Regions from separate parts of the Mus musculus genome. Here regions 1, 2 and 4 are each linked to region 3. A link is a contact called in public capture Hi-C and promoter capture Hi-C data. All regions are on one chromosome and are shown on one strand. The core of a region is the stretch at or near the end of the contact, and the rest is flanking DNA. Distances in the headings are between cores, read along the strand shown.

Region 1 (2,700 bases), core at 27-2,526, 450 kb before region 3:
AGTCATTGGTTTAGAGAGCATATTTGGCTTTCTCTGATTGGTCTCAAGTTGGAAGCAGCGGTAAAAATATGGAAGCTGCAAGTCAGTGACTAAGTACTGACTGTCCAGGATTCCCTAACGTCGGTGTTTAGTAAGGAATCGCACTGTCCCAAAGGGTTTAACCACTGTCAGTATTTCCAGCCCTCCAGCAGCGTAAGACGCGAGTTTTTAACTTTCTCCGGCCCAGCTCGATTTTTACTTAACAAACAAAAAAGTTTGTTTTGCTTGGAACAAGACGACTTTCTAGGTTAAGGATAAGACATCAGGATCCGAGAATCATAGAAACAAACGCACAAATATCTGCAGTAAGGGTCAGGCAGGAGAATCTACGGGTCTCCCATTTGCACAGCGAGCCCTCACTGGTAGAGGCGATCCGCCCTTCTTTCTAGAAGAGTGCCACTGCGGGCAGGAGCAAAGGGTCACCTCGCCTGCACTCCGGGTTTGATAGCCCACGACCGAGGGCGCGCTCCCGGCTCACTGCTTCCCCCGGTGCCCCTTCCCGCTCCCTCTCAGACAGCATCGGCCCCAAAGGCCCCACTTTTCTGCACGCCCTGGCCTCGCAGCGTCCTCCCGGCCATCCCAGCTCAGCTTCCGGACCCGCGCAGGCTGCCCTCCGAGTGTGTCCGAGGTCAGCAGTCAGCAGACGTCCCCTCCGGCCCGGGACCCGTCAGCCCAGCTCCGAAGGGACGAACGAAGGCAAGGGCGACAGTCCTCGGCCACCGCCATTCATTTCCCCAGCGGTCTCGTCAGCTCTGCAGGCAAGCCCTCTCGCCCGTCCGTCCATCCGTCCGTCCCTCCGTCCCGAAAGCAACCCCGTGTTTCCCTGAGCTCGGCCCCGTCAAAGGCCGGTCTCTCCCGACCCTCGCCCGCCGCGCCCAGGAAGCCGTGACGCCGCGGCGGCTGCAGCTGCAGCGGCCGAGCTCTCGCCATCTTGTGTGGAGGAGGAGGAGCCGCGGCCGCCGCCATGCGGAGCGGCTGGGAAGGAGGGAGGGAGGCGACGGCGGCGGGCGAGGGAGGGGGCAGAGCAGCAGAGTCAGCTCAGCCCGGCGGCGGCGACATCGGGGGCGCCGGCACAGCGGGCGCCGGCCGAGGTAGTGCGGGGTGGCGGCGGCGGCGGCGGCGGCGAGCTGCGCGGGCAGCGAGCGTCGCGGCGGGGGCGGGGCGGGGCGGCGGGCGTCGCGGCGAGGGGCCGGGTGGGGGCGGGCGGAGGTTTCCGAGGAGGAAGGAGCCGCCGCCATTTTGGGAGCTTCGAGTCAACAATAAAGGACCGAGGGTGCGGAGCGGGAGTGGCCTCGGTGGTAGGACTCGGGCCCGAGCCGCGGGGCGTGGGGTGAGGCGGCGTGGTCGGGGTCGGCAGGATCCTGAGGGTATCAGGGAGCCCCCTTCGGGCAGAAGCCCGAGGCCCAGGCCTGGCCCGGGAGGACGGGCGGGTGGCCGCTGAGAAGAGCGGGGGCGGCGGAGAGGAGTGGAACCGAGGAATGTGGCGTGTGCGGGGTATGGAGGAGGAGCGGCGGGGAGCTCTGGACGAGCGGTGCGGTAGACGGGAGCGGGGACGGAACACCGGCCGGGACACCCGAGTGAGGTTGGGAGTGCGAGGCAGGGCAGCCCTGCGGGGGGTGGCAGGGCTGTGCTGGCCGGGGACTCGGCTGGGAGAGGAGCCGCGGCTGCTCGCTTGCAAGTAGGCCTTGCAGGTTGGTGGGGACAGAGGGTTTGGGGGAGACTCGGCGGCGTAAGAGGGGAGGAGAGGCGGTCCAGTTTCGGGGTTCTCTTCCGGGCCTTCTGAGGGGGGGGAGTCCCTATTGTTTCCCACTCGCAGAGCTGGTTCCGGCTCTTGTGGCGCAGATAGGATTGCAGGGCAGAAACCCTTTTGCTTTTTGATCCGAGGGAGCTGGGTTTGAAGCGAGGGAAGTTGGGGGAGGGGGCGAGGAATTATTGCCTTACGGTTACCGGACTCCGATTCTTGGCTTAGGGTTTTCCCTTCGCCATAGCCCCCCTTTACCTTCGTAAGAACCCCAATCACTCCTACTTCCTGTTGAGGCGTATAGAAATCGCCCTGTATTTGCAAACAAAAGCCCTTGTTGGAGCTTATGGGACTGTTTTAGGTGTGAAAACTGTCAATTGCTAACCACGGTCTGGGCCCTGCTGTAATTAACTCTGCCAGGGGCTCCTCCCAACTAAGTCTTATGTTCCTTCGTGGTTTTGTTTTAGGAATATAACTTGCAAATCTAAATTGGGAAGGGGTAGGACGAAAAATTTCCCACTGAGCCATAAAGCTGCAGTGCAGGTATCCGTTTCTGGAGGGAGCAGTTATCGAAGTCTCTGGGTTTAAGGCGCTAGGAGGTTTTACTGTGCTTGATTGACAGTACTGATGGTGTCGGTTAGGATTCAGAGGTTGCCCCCTTCATCCTCTTAGTGCTGTACAAACAGTAAGCCTTCCTGTTTGACGGACCTGATACTGTTGATCGTATGCTGTCAATACAGAAAATACCTATTGAGATAACAAATAAACAATTTAATGTGATAGAAGCATTTGTGAGCAAGTTGATGTATTTAACTTGAGATATCTTTTGACTTCTAAATTATGGATTTGGGATACTTGGTTTGAGGCAAAGATAACCAGTACTAATTAAGCTAGTGTTTCGGGTGCCAGTGAAATGTAAG
Region 2 (2,700 bases), core at 46-2,545, 350 kb after region 3:
ATCTATCTATCTATCTATCTATCTATCTATCTATCATCTATCCATCTATCCATAAATCTATTATCCATCTTGGTATCATTTCTCCATCAACCTATCACTTATATAGCTTGTATGCATGCAGGTATGCATGCAGGTATGTATGTATGTATGTATGTATGTATGTATGTATCTATCTATCTATCTATCTATCTATCTATCTATCTATCATCTATTTCTTGTTTACCTATCACCTGTGTATCTATTTATATATCATCTGCTAGTGTTGGATATTAGCTTCTTGGAGGCCAAGTCGACCATCTGGAACCCAAAGAAGACTGTGGTCTTACAGAATCCACACCATAGTTACCAAGGGGATGGTTACAGTGAGTGCAGGACAGGCTGGGGGTGGGTGGGTGGGTATGGCCATAGCATTTGAGCCCTGGATCTCAAAGGATAGCCATTATTTGTCTTCAACTCTCACTGGATGTTTGACCTTGGGCCTCAGCTTCTCCATACCTCAGATAGCTCATGTCAAGAGAGGAACTAAAGCAAAAGGGAGACAACAGCTAGAAAATGCTTTGTAAGCCCTAAGATCAAGCTGAGCTTCTTCCTGAAAGAGTCATAAGCATATGGTGACAGCCGCAAGAGGGAGTGTTGGGCATCAGGATAGGACATTAGTCAGGGATGGTGGAGGATTTCAGACTGAGGTGTGAGTGGCTAACTGTGGTGGCCTCGGGACCAGGATAAATAAAACAAGTCAGGACAGGCTGTCAGGGACAGCAGTGCTATTGAGGCTGATCCTGCTGGGGACCCAAGATTCACAGGACTGTGGTAAGAAGGGAGCCAGGCCGGGCTCCTTAGGAACACGGCGGGGAGACATGACTGCCCCATGAGAATGTAAGCTGTCACGGTGCTATCCACAGGGCCTTGCAGGAAGCTCTGGAGGCTAAGGGACTTGGAAGTCCCCATCCCGACCCAGGACCCCTATCTATACTTCCCATGTGCCCTTCACCGAGAGTGCATCTTGAAATTCTCACTTCCTCATCTCACTCCCAGCTGCGGCTTCCCCGGCTGATGGAAGAATACTGTTGCTGCCCATCCCAGCCCTGCTCTCTGGAAATTTCCTCTGGGAGGGGCTGGAGACCTCAGGCAGCTCCTCCCTGCCTCTGGCTCCCCCCATACCTCCCCTTGCCTGGGTCAGCAAGAGCCCCTCTGGGGACACTCAGCCTTTCTTGTGACTGGGGTAAATATTACCTGACACTGTTAATATTTAATGCCCCCCCACCTCTGCCCTGGCCACGGCAGACACTGTCCCCATAGTAGAGGCCACAGGAAGACCGTCGTGGAGAAGCCCCGATGGCTGGGGAAATATCAGATCTGTCAGCGAACAGTGGTGAGACTGGCAGGACTCTGCCTGGGACTGGCTCTGGTGGGCAGCTAGACCCCTTCCCTCTCCTGTTCCTTGGAGTTCCCCAGCCAGTGGCTCTCTTAGAAAATTAGCATTCAGAAGGGATCCTCAACCCCACCCCCACAGAAAAAGAGCAGAATAGCAGAAGTTGGAGCATCAGAAGTGTGTGTGTTTATGTGTGTTGTGTGTTTGTGTGTGTGTGTGTGTGTGTGTGTGTGTGTACGTGTGTGTGTACATGTGACTTTGTTCTGGGTGACAGGGTGTTGTTCTGTAGCCCAGGTTGGCCTGGAACTCATATAGCCCAGAATAACCTAAAATTCACTGCATTCTTCCTGCCTCAGCCTTCCACGCCCTGCCCAGTGTGACTTTCTCATCTTGGATGGAGAACTAAGATTTCAAAGTGGTCAGGGGCTGCCGGGGTTGGAGATGGGAGGAGCAGCCCTTTAGCTTAGCCTTCCCCAGAAGGCTTAGGGTCACAAGAAAAGCCCAGCGTTTTGAAATCCACAGACTCAGGCCTGGAGCCCAAGAGGACCCCTGCCGGTCCATAGATGTTGAGTTTTCTGACCTAGAACACTGGTGGAAGAGGGACTCATTAAATGCTTCCTGAAAGGGAAATGGGGGTGGGGTGGGGTTTGGGGTCCTGTCTTGGATCTGGCTGAGGCTGATGCTAGCTCCCCATTTGACCTTGAACATGACGGAAGTGTGGGAAGACTTTCTGCATGGATGCAGAGCCTGGGTCACTGTGGCTTCTCCTTAGATTTTGACCTTTCTGAACAACCCATACCTGAGGTTCACCAGCACTGACCCCCTCTGGCTACTGGAGGGATCTGGACTCACCAGACCCTGCGGCTGGCTGATCACTACAGGGGCACAGTTCAAAGTTGCCTGGGAATTGTTAACTTTTTCATCCCTTTAGAAAAGGCCCCGGACAAGAGGGGCTCCAGCAGGGCAGCAGAGAGTACAGCTGGCATGGAGTGGGGAATGGGGGTGGTGTGTGTGTGTGATTGTAGCTTTGCTGGCCATTGTACTACCAGCTATCCAAGGGTAAGTGCTCTGAGCTCAGGCTGGCAGAGAGCAGAATATCGGCTTCCTTCAGGGTGAAGGAGCCACAGGAGGCAGGGCCAGGGGCAGGCAGCTTGGTCTGAAAAAGTCTTCTTCCTCTATGTCACTTGAAAGGGAGCCTAGCACGTAGACTCATAGTGACGCTTTGCCTGGGTTCAAATCCCAGCTCTGCCCCTTACTCGCTGTGTGGTTGTGGGGTGACTTACTTACCCTCTCTGTGCCCCAGTCTCTTGTGGATGAGAGGGAATAAC
Region 3 (2,700 bases), core at 201-2,700:
GATACCTAGTTTTGAAGCTACAAGTTAGAGCTATATTTTCTCTTGTGAATATAACAACTGGATATTTCTTTAAACAGATGGCCTGTGTATATTTCATATTTGTAATGAAGTAGTTAAAAACTCACAGAGAATGTCTCCAGGGAACTTGCAGCTTGTGTCTTGTTTGAATACTCATGGGATATCAGGTTCTTGTTCAGTGTCTCCTTCCTAAGAGTACTTTTGTACTGTAACTTATTTTTTATTATGCATGAATCACTGTGTAAATAAACCCTTAGTAATAAAGAACTATGATTTTTATTATTTGCTTACAAACAAATCTGCAAAATTCACAACAGCAGTTAATGGAAAACAAGGGAAGATGTTTAACTTTGCTCAAGTTTTCTTGGTAGATAGTAGAGTTAGACACGCAGAGCAATCATTAATTGATGAAATTAATTTCTAGTAGTTTTATATTTCTATAGGCTTCACATATTGCTTTGGAGGACTGGGAAATGGGCAAAATGATAGCACACATTTGGAAGACTCATTTCTTGGACCTAACCCTAATCTGAGTCTTACGACTGAAGTCCAGGTTGTCCTTAGTTCTTCTGCCCCAGTCTTGCAGATCTTGGATTTACAGGCTTTTGCCATCCTACCTGACTTAGTTTGGGAACTTTAGAAACAAGGATATTTGTTTTTCTACTCTTGATTCTTCTCATAGAAAAAACTACCGGCTTCCAAGTCTAGTAAAGTATGCCAATGGAAAATGTCAGCTATGAAATATTTCCAAAAGCTGAGGCTTTTTATTCCCTTTTACTTTCATTAACCATGGCGGGTCCAGGAGAATTGAGTGATTACACCAGTAAAGCGGGGTCCTTTCCACCCTTTCTTTCAGAGCATGTTAGACTGTCTCATTCCACGTCAAGTACCGTGATAATGATATCCTTACTTTTAAAATGCAAAGATACACAAACCCAAGTTCCTCCTCTCCTTTAATACACACTGTAATGATTTCATCATCACTGTCACTGCAGTAATTTAATAAACATCCAATTCTGAATGATGTAATGGCTACATTAAAAGGTACACAAATGACGACGCTTGCACGTATTTACCAAAGGACCCAAAAAAGATATATTTATTCTGATCTTGGATGGTCGCCTACGTTTTCCTGAACTTCAAATGTATGAGAATCTTTTGTGAGGGTTCAACTTAGATATTCTAGAGAGATAACTTCTGGATTACAGTCGGAGGATCGAGCCTGGTTCCCTGGAATTCCATAAAAATAGAACTGTTTTTTCAGTCTGTAGCCAATCTGAAGCAGAAGAGCGCAATCAGATCCTCCTGAGAGTCAAAGAACCGCTGATGAGGGTAACCGGGTACGATTCTAGTAACAATCCTTGTCCCTGATTGAGGTTGGGTCCGGGACGGCTCTTTCAAAGGTGACTCCCGACATGACGTCACTTCCGGCACCACCTGCATGGTCCCCGGGAGGCGTAAAGAGGGTGTGTAAGTATCGGAAGAGCTGTCGGGATGCAGCTGGCAAGAGGAACAGTAGGAGGCCGTGGCTGCGCTCTCTTTCCACTGCTGAGCATCCTAGTCGTCCAGGGTGAGTGCGCCAGCTGGCTGGACTCCACTTCCGGCAGGGGGCGGGGGGGTCAGGAAAGATGGTCGCTTTTCCGGTTCCGGGTTGGGGGGTCTCAGAAAAGCCCCCGCTCGGCTTCTGCGAAGGAAGGAAGGAAGGAAGGGAAGGAGGGGGTGTGGGATGGTTTTCTTTCCCGGCTAGCACCTCCCACTGCGGAGAGTTGGTTCCCCTCAGCTCTCAGAGCCCGACCACCTTGTGAGACTTGACACCGCCTTGATGATGCCTTGACGAAACCACAGCGAGCACAGGCTTGGCGGACACTCACTGCTCTTGTGAGATTCTCTGTGCTTGTCTGCCAGGGTTCTGAGTTGCTGTTACACCCTGGTCGGAAACCGGGCAATTCGTGTTCCAGTTATTTTGAGAGACACAATCAGGGCTAGGGAAAAAAAGGAAAAAAAAAAAAAAAAAGAAAAGAAAGGAAGAAAGAAGAAGAAGAGGAAAAAAGGAAAATCATGACTTAGTGATTTTATTTCAGGGGCTTTTAAATAAAACATTTTAGACAAGAGTTATAGTGTGATTTTTCTTATAGCAGGCATATTGCTGAAGAAAAGGCACCTTAGGACTTTCTAAACATTCTGAAGTATAAGAAAAGTCATAGCCATTCTTCTGAAACTTGAATCTTTTAACTATTGTCAGTACAGTGTTGCCATAATGACACTATTGTAAGGTTTGGATAATTTTACTTTCATGCTATTCCAATTTCTAAATTTCAATCCAAACTAATTAGCTTCATTTTGAAATGCGAATATTCTCTTGATTAGTGTGTGTGTGTGTGTGTGTGTGTCTTCCTAAGAAATGGAATACTGGTATAGCTAGCATTAGAATGAATTGTTGTATTGTAGCATTTCTCTGAAAATAATGGACATTTCTGAAAGGGGTCTTTAATATTGTGTAAGTATTAGGTGGCTGAGTCTCATCAGGTAAGATGAGGAGGTTTTTGTTTATCTGGTGACTAATCTGCATGTTGCCAGCACACTCCCTGATCCCTCCCAGCTACCTATGTCATCATAAATGTCCAGTTTTCCCTCTGAGTTCTTTTTACAACAGAGCCAGGCCTACTGTCACCTCATATAAAC
Region 4 (2,700 bases), core at 50-2,549, 320 kb after region 3:
CAGGGTGGAGTCTTTTCAGCCCAAGGTCCTATGCTTAAGGGGTCAAACTATCCTCTACAGACTCCCCTTAAGCAAGGTAACCCAGTTTCTTCCTGGTAGCCATTGATGGCTTCTCTGCCAGTTCTAGGGCAACCTTGACTTCCCATCTGTTTTTTTGCCTTGGCCTTTGAGACTGGACCATTTGTTAAAGTGATTCAACCAAGCTGAAAGGCCACAGAATTATCAAGTTTGTTTGTTTGCTTCCTCTTCTTCCTCTTTCAACTCTTCTTCCTTTTCCTCTGAAAAGGGAAGATTTTCATGCCCTGAAACAAGATTTCTCTATGTATCCCTGGCTGTCCTAGAACTCTCTCTTTAGACCAGACTGGCCTCAAATCCAGAGATTCACCTGTCTCTGCCTCCCAAGTGTTGGGATTAAAAGAGTTGTTCTCCTCCTCCTCCTCCTCCTCCTCCTCCTCCTCTTCCTTCTTCTTCTTCACAAATGAGTAACTGTCCTGGTGCTGTGGTGCTGGAGAGGCAGGGCTGGGCTCTTGCTAGTAGAGCCCATTATTTCTGGGGTAGGGGTTGTCAGGAAAGCCTCGTGATAAGACCTAGAATTGGCTGATGCCAGCTGCTCTCCTCAATGCTTCAGCACAGGGTAGGCCAGCCTCCCTACAGCATCCCTTCAGTTGGCTAATTAGAACAGCCTTCCCCACTACAGAGCTTCCTGGATACCAACCTGCTGGGGGTGGTGGGGTGGGGTGGGGTGACCTCTGTCCATTCTTGCAAGCTCTTCTATCATTACTTAGAGTTAGTCAATGGAACCCTTGCTGGGAGTTAGTCTCACCTCCCTTTCCTAGATTAGGGAAAGGAACACTCCATATATGAGTGTTCATACTGATGCTACAGGTAGGATTGCAGAGCTAGGATGTAAATCTTTAAATTAATTTGTCACCTCGAATTTTGACTCTTAGTGACTAGGCTGGGGAGAGCTACTCTTAAAGCCTTCCGGAGTTAGGGATGGAGATGGGTGTCTTGAAAACGGGCTTCTGGGCAGCAAAACCCTGGTTCATGTGAGGGTCTTGTCCCCACAGCCCACCAGCTCTATTTGCAAACAACACTCCACCTAACTCTGGCTCCCATTCATGCTAATTGCGAACACAGCCAATGAACGCAGGTTGCAGGTGGCTGATGCTCCGTTGTTTCCTATTTTTCTGCCTTTCTCCCCTGATTTTCCTATTTCCGAAAAACACCAGCCCTGTCACGGTGTTGGTCTGGCTCATTTCCTACCCTCACCAAAGGGGGGGAGAATCAAAAAGCAACAGCTGCTGGCAAATCCGCTCCGGCGCTGGGCGCCTCCTCCGCGCGTCTCCTGTTGCTTCTTCAAGCCTCACTTCCCTTTGCGAAGAGCTCGCAGAGAGAAGGGCGCGGGCGACATCACAGGGGTCTGCAAGGGGACCCAGAAGCCAGTGGACGAGGGCGACCGGGGAGGCCAACCAGTCAGCCCCCTCTGGGAGGCGGGAAAGCTGCAAGCCGCGCCCACCGCCCTGCCCCCAGCGCGCCACTCCCGGCTGCTTGGACTCTGCTAGTCCTTCTGGGATCCGCTCGGAGGGGACCCAACGCCTAGGTGAGCAGCAAGGGAGGTGGGCAAAGTTGGCACCTTCTTCCGAGTGGAGGAGGCTTGGGTGGGGATCCGTCACTCTAGCGCCAGGTTCCTCCGAGTCTTGTTTGTTTCAGTGGGTGTGTGCCCAGGTCCCTGCCTGGGCGGCGGGAAATGGATTTGGAGATGTAAACAAGTAGATGAGCTTCCAAAAGCTAAGGATACCGGGATGGGGTTGCAGGCAATGGCGGTGGGCGATGCTGGTGGCTGGAAAATGCTTTTGAGGCTGCCCTGAGCTTGCATCAGGAGCTCCAGAAGGATAGAGGACCCTTTAGCAGGGGAGCTTCCCTTTGTTACTCGGAAGCGGGAGACCCTGCGGGGAATGGAGATGCGAGGACCCGGGAATGAAGGAATGTGAATGTGGACACATGGGCCACACAAAATGGAAATTTGCTGGCTTGGTGCTTGTGGGGTGTGGGCGTGGGCTCCGGGAGTGGCGAAGAGGCCCTGTAGACGGCGTTGGGGTTCGAGGATGAGGGGATTCATCTGACTGCATTGCCTTCTTTTGGTCTGTCCAGCTCGATTTTCTTTCCAGGGCTGCTAGTACCCTATCTCCATCGTTCCCAACCGGGGCTGGCCCTGGCGGAGCCTCCCCGCTTTATGTCTGCCCAGGGCTTTTCTGTAGAGTTGGTTGAGAGACTGGGTCTCTGGGCGTCTGCTCCTAGGAGCAGTCAGGTTGGAAATACCGGCCCACCCAAGCTGCCACCAACCTCCAGACCCAGAGGTTGTGATGCCTGGAGGCTTGGCTCCATCAATGTACCCTCTGTCTTTATTTCCTTTGTCTAACCTGTCTTCCCGCGCTACTGGAATTGGGATTTCTACCTTTGTAGTGGGACCAGTGGGCATCTCAGCCCTCTCAAGGACCCTTGGCACTAGTGTTCTGACTGCCCTCATATTGTAGATGTATGAATGTGTGTATCTGTTTTCCAACTTGGCCTTTTGCACGTGACCTGTCTCATGGTTGCCATGGAAACCCCTCCAGTTCAACCTCCCTCAGATTTCTGCCCATTCCTCACCTCCAATTGCCTCCCCTCCCCCCAATATGGTTGCTTAGATACTGGTTA

What was found. Promoter capture Hi-C pulls out the DNA fragments that hold promoters and counts their contacts. Capture Hi-C pulls out chosen DNA fragments and counts their contacts.
Region 1: a contact with region 3 is called in a promoter capture Hi-C map of liver. The contact joins the promoter of Ddx6 here to the promoter of Mpzl3 in region 3. A contact is called at or near these places in 3 of 115 datasets of contacts at active chromatin or transcription factors (effector CD8 T cells, embryonic stem cells and pancreatic cancer cells) and 1 of 9 other capture datasets (liver).
Region 2: a promoter capture Hi-C map of macrophages shows a contact between it and region 3, with 5 read pairs. The contact joins the promoter of Fxyd2 here to the promoter of Mpzl3 in region 3. A contact is called at or near these places in 5 of 39 promoter capture datasets (the C10 cell line, the HPC-7 cell line, hippocampal neurons and 2 more), 1 of 15 datasets of contacts at CTCF or cohesin (the NIH/3T3 cell line), 1 of 484 Hi-C or Micro-C datasets (bone marrow-derived macrophages), 3 of 115 datasets of contacts at active chromatin or transcription factors (T-cell acute lymphoblastic leukemia, embryonic stem cells and large pre-B cells) and 4 of 9 other capture datasets (adipose tissue, liver, macrophages and 1 more).
Region 4: a contact with region 3 is called in a capture Hi-C map of macrophages, with 4 times the contacts expected there. The contact joins the promoter of Fxyd6 here to the promoter of Mpzl3 in region 3. A contact is called at or near these places in 3 of 39 promoter capture datasets (hippocampal neurons, liver and macrophages), 1 of 15 datasets of contacts at CTCF or cohesin (pro-B cells), 1 of 115 datasets of contacts at active chromatin or transcription factors (large pre-B cells) and 3 of 9 other capture datasets (adipose tissue, liver and macrophages).

What each region holds. Positions count from the first base shown.
Region 1 is chr9:44,603,616-44,606,315 of GRCm38.p6, forward strand. Ddx6 (DEAD (Asp-Glu-Ala-Asp) box polypeptide 6) reads left to right here and starts at 1,277. Exons shown (of 14, transcript NM_181324.3): 1 at 1,277-1,337.
Region 2 is chr9:45,404,795-45,407,494 of GRCm38.p6, forward strand. It overlaps Fxyd2 (FXYD domain-containing ion transport regulator 2), which reads left to right and starts at 1,296. Exons shown (of 6, transcript NM_007503.4): 1 at 1,296-1,372. The coding sequence starts at 1,336.
Region 3 is chr9:45,053,731-45,056,430 of GRCm38.p6, forward strand. It overlaps Mpzl3 (myelin protein zero-like 3), which reads left to right and starts at 1,451. Exons shown (of 6, transcript NM_001093749.3): 1 at 1,451-1,588. The coding sequence starts at 1,513. It overlaps Mpzl2 (myelin protein zero-like 2), which reads left to right. Exons shown (of 6, transcript NM_007962.4): 6 at 1-313.
Region 4 is chr9:45,368,886-45,371,585 of GRCm38.p6, forward strand. It overlaps Fxyd6 (FXYD domain-containing ion transport regulator 6), which reads left to right and starts at 1,300. Exons shown (of 8, transcript NM_022004.6): 1 at 1,300-1,603.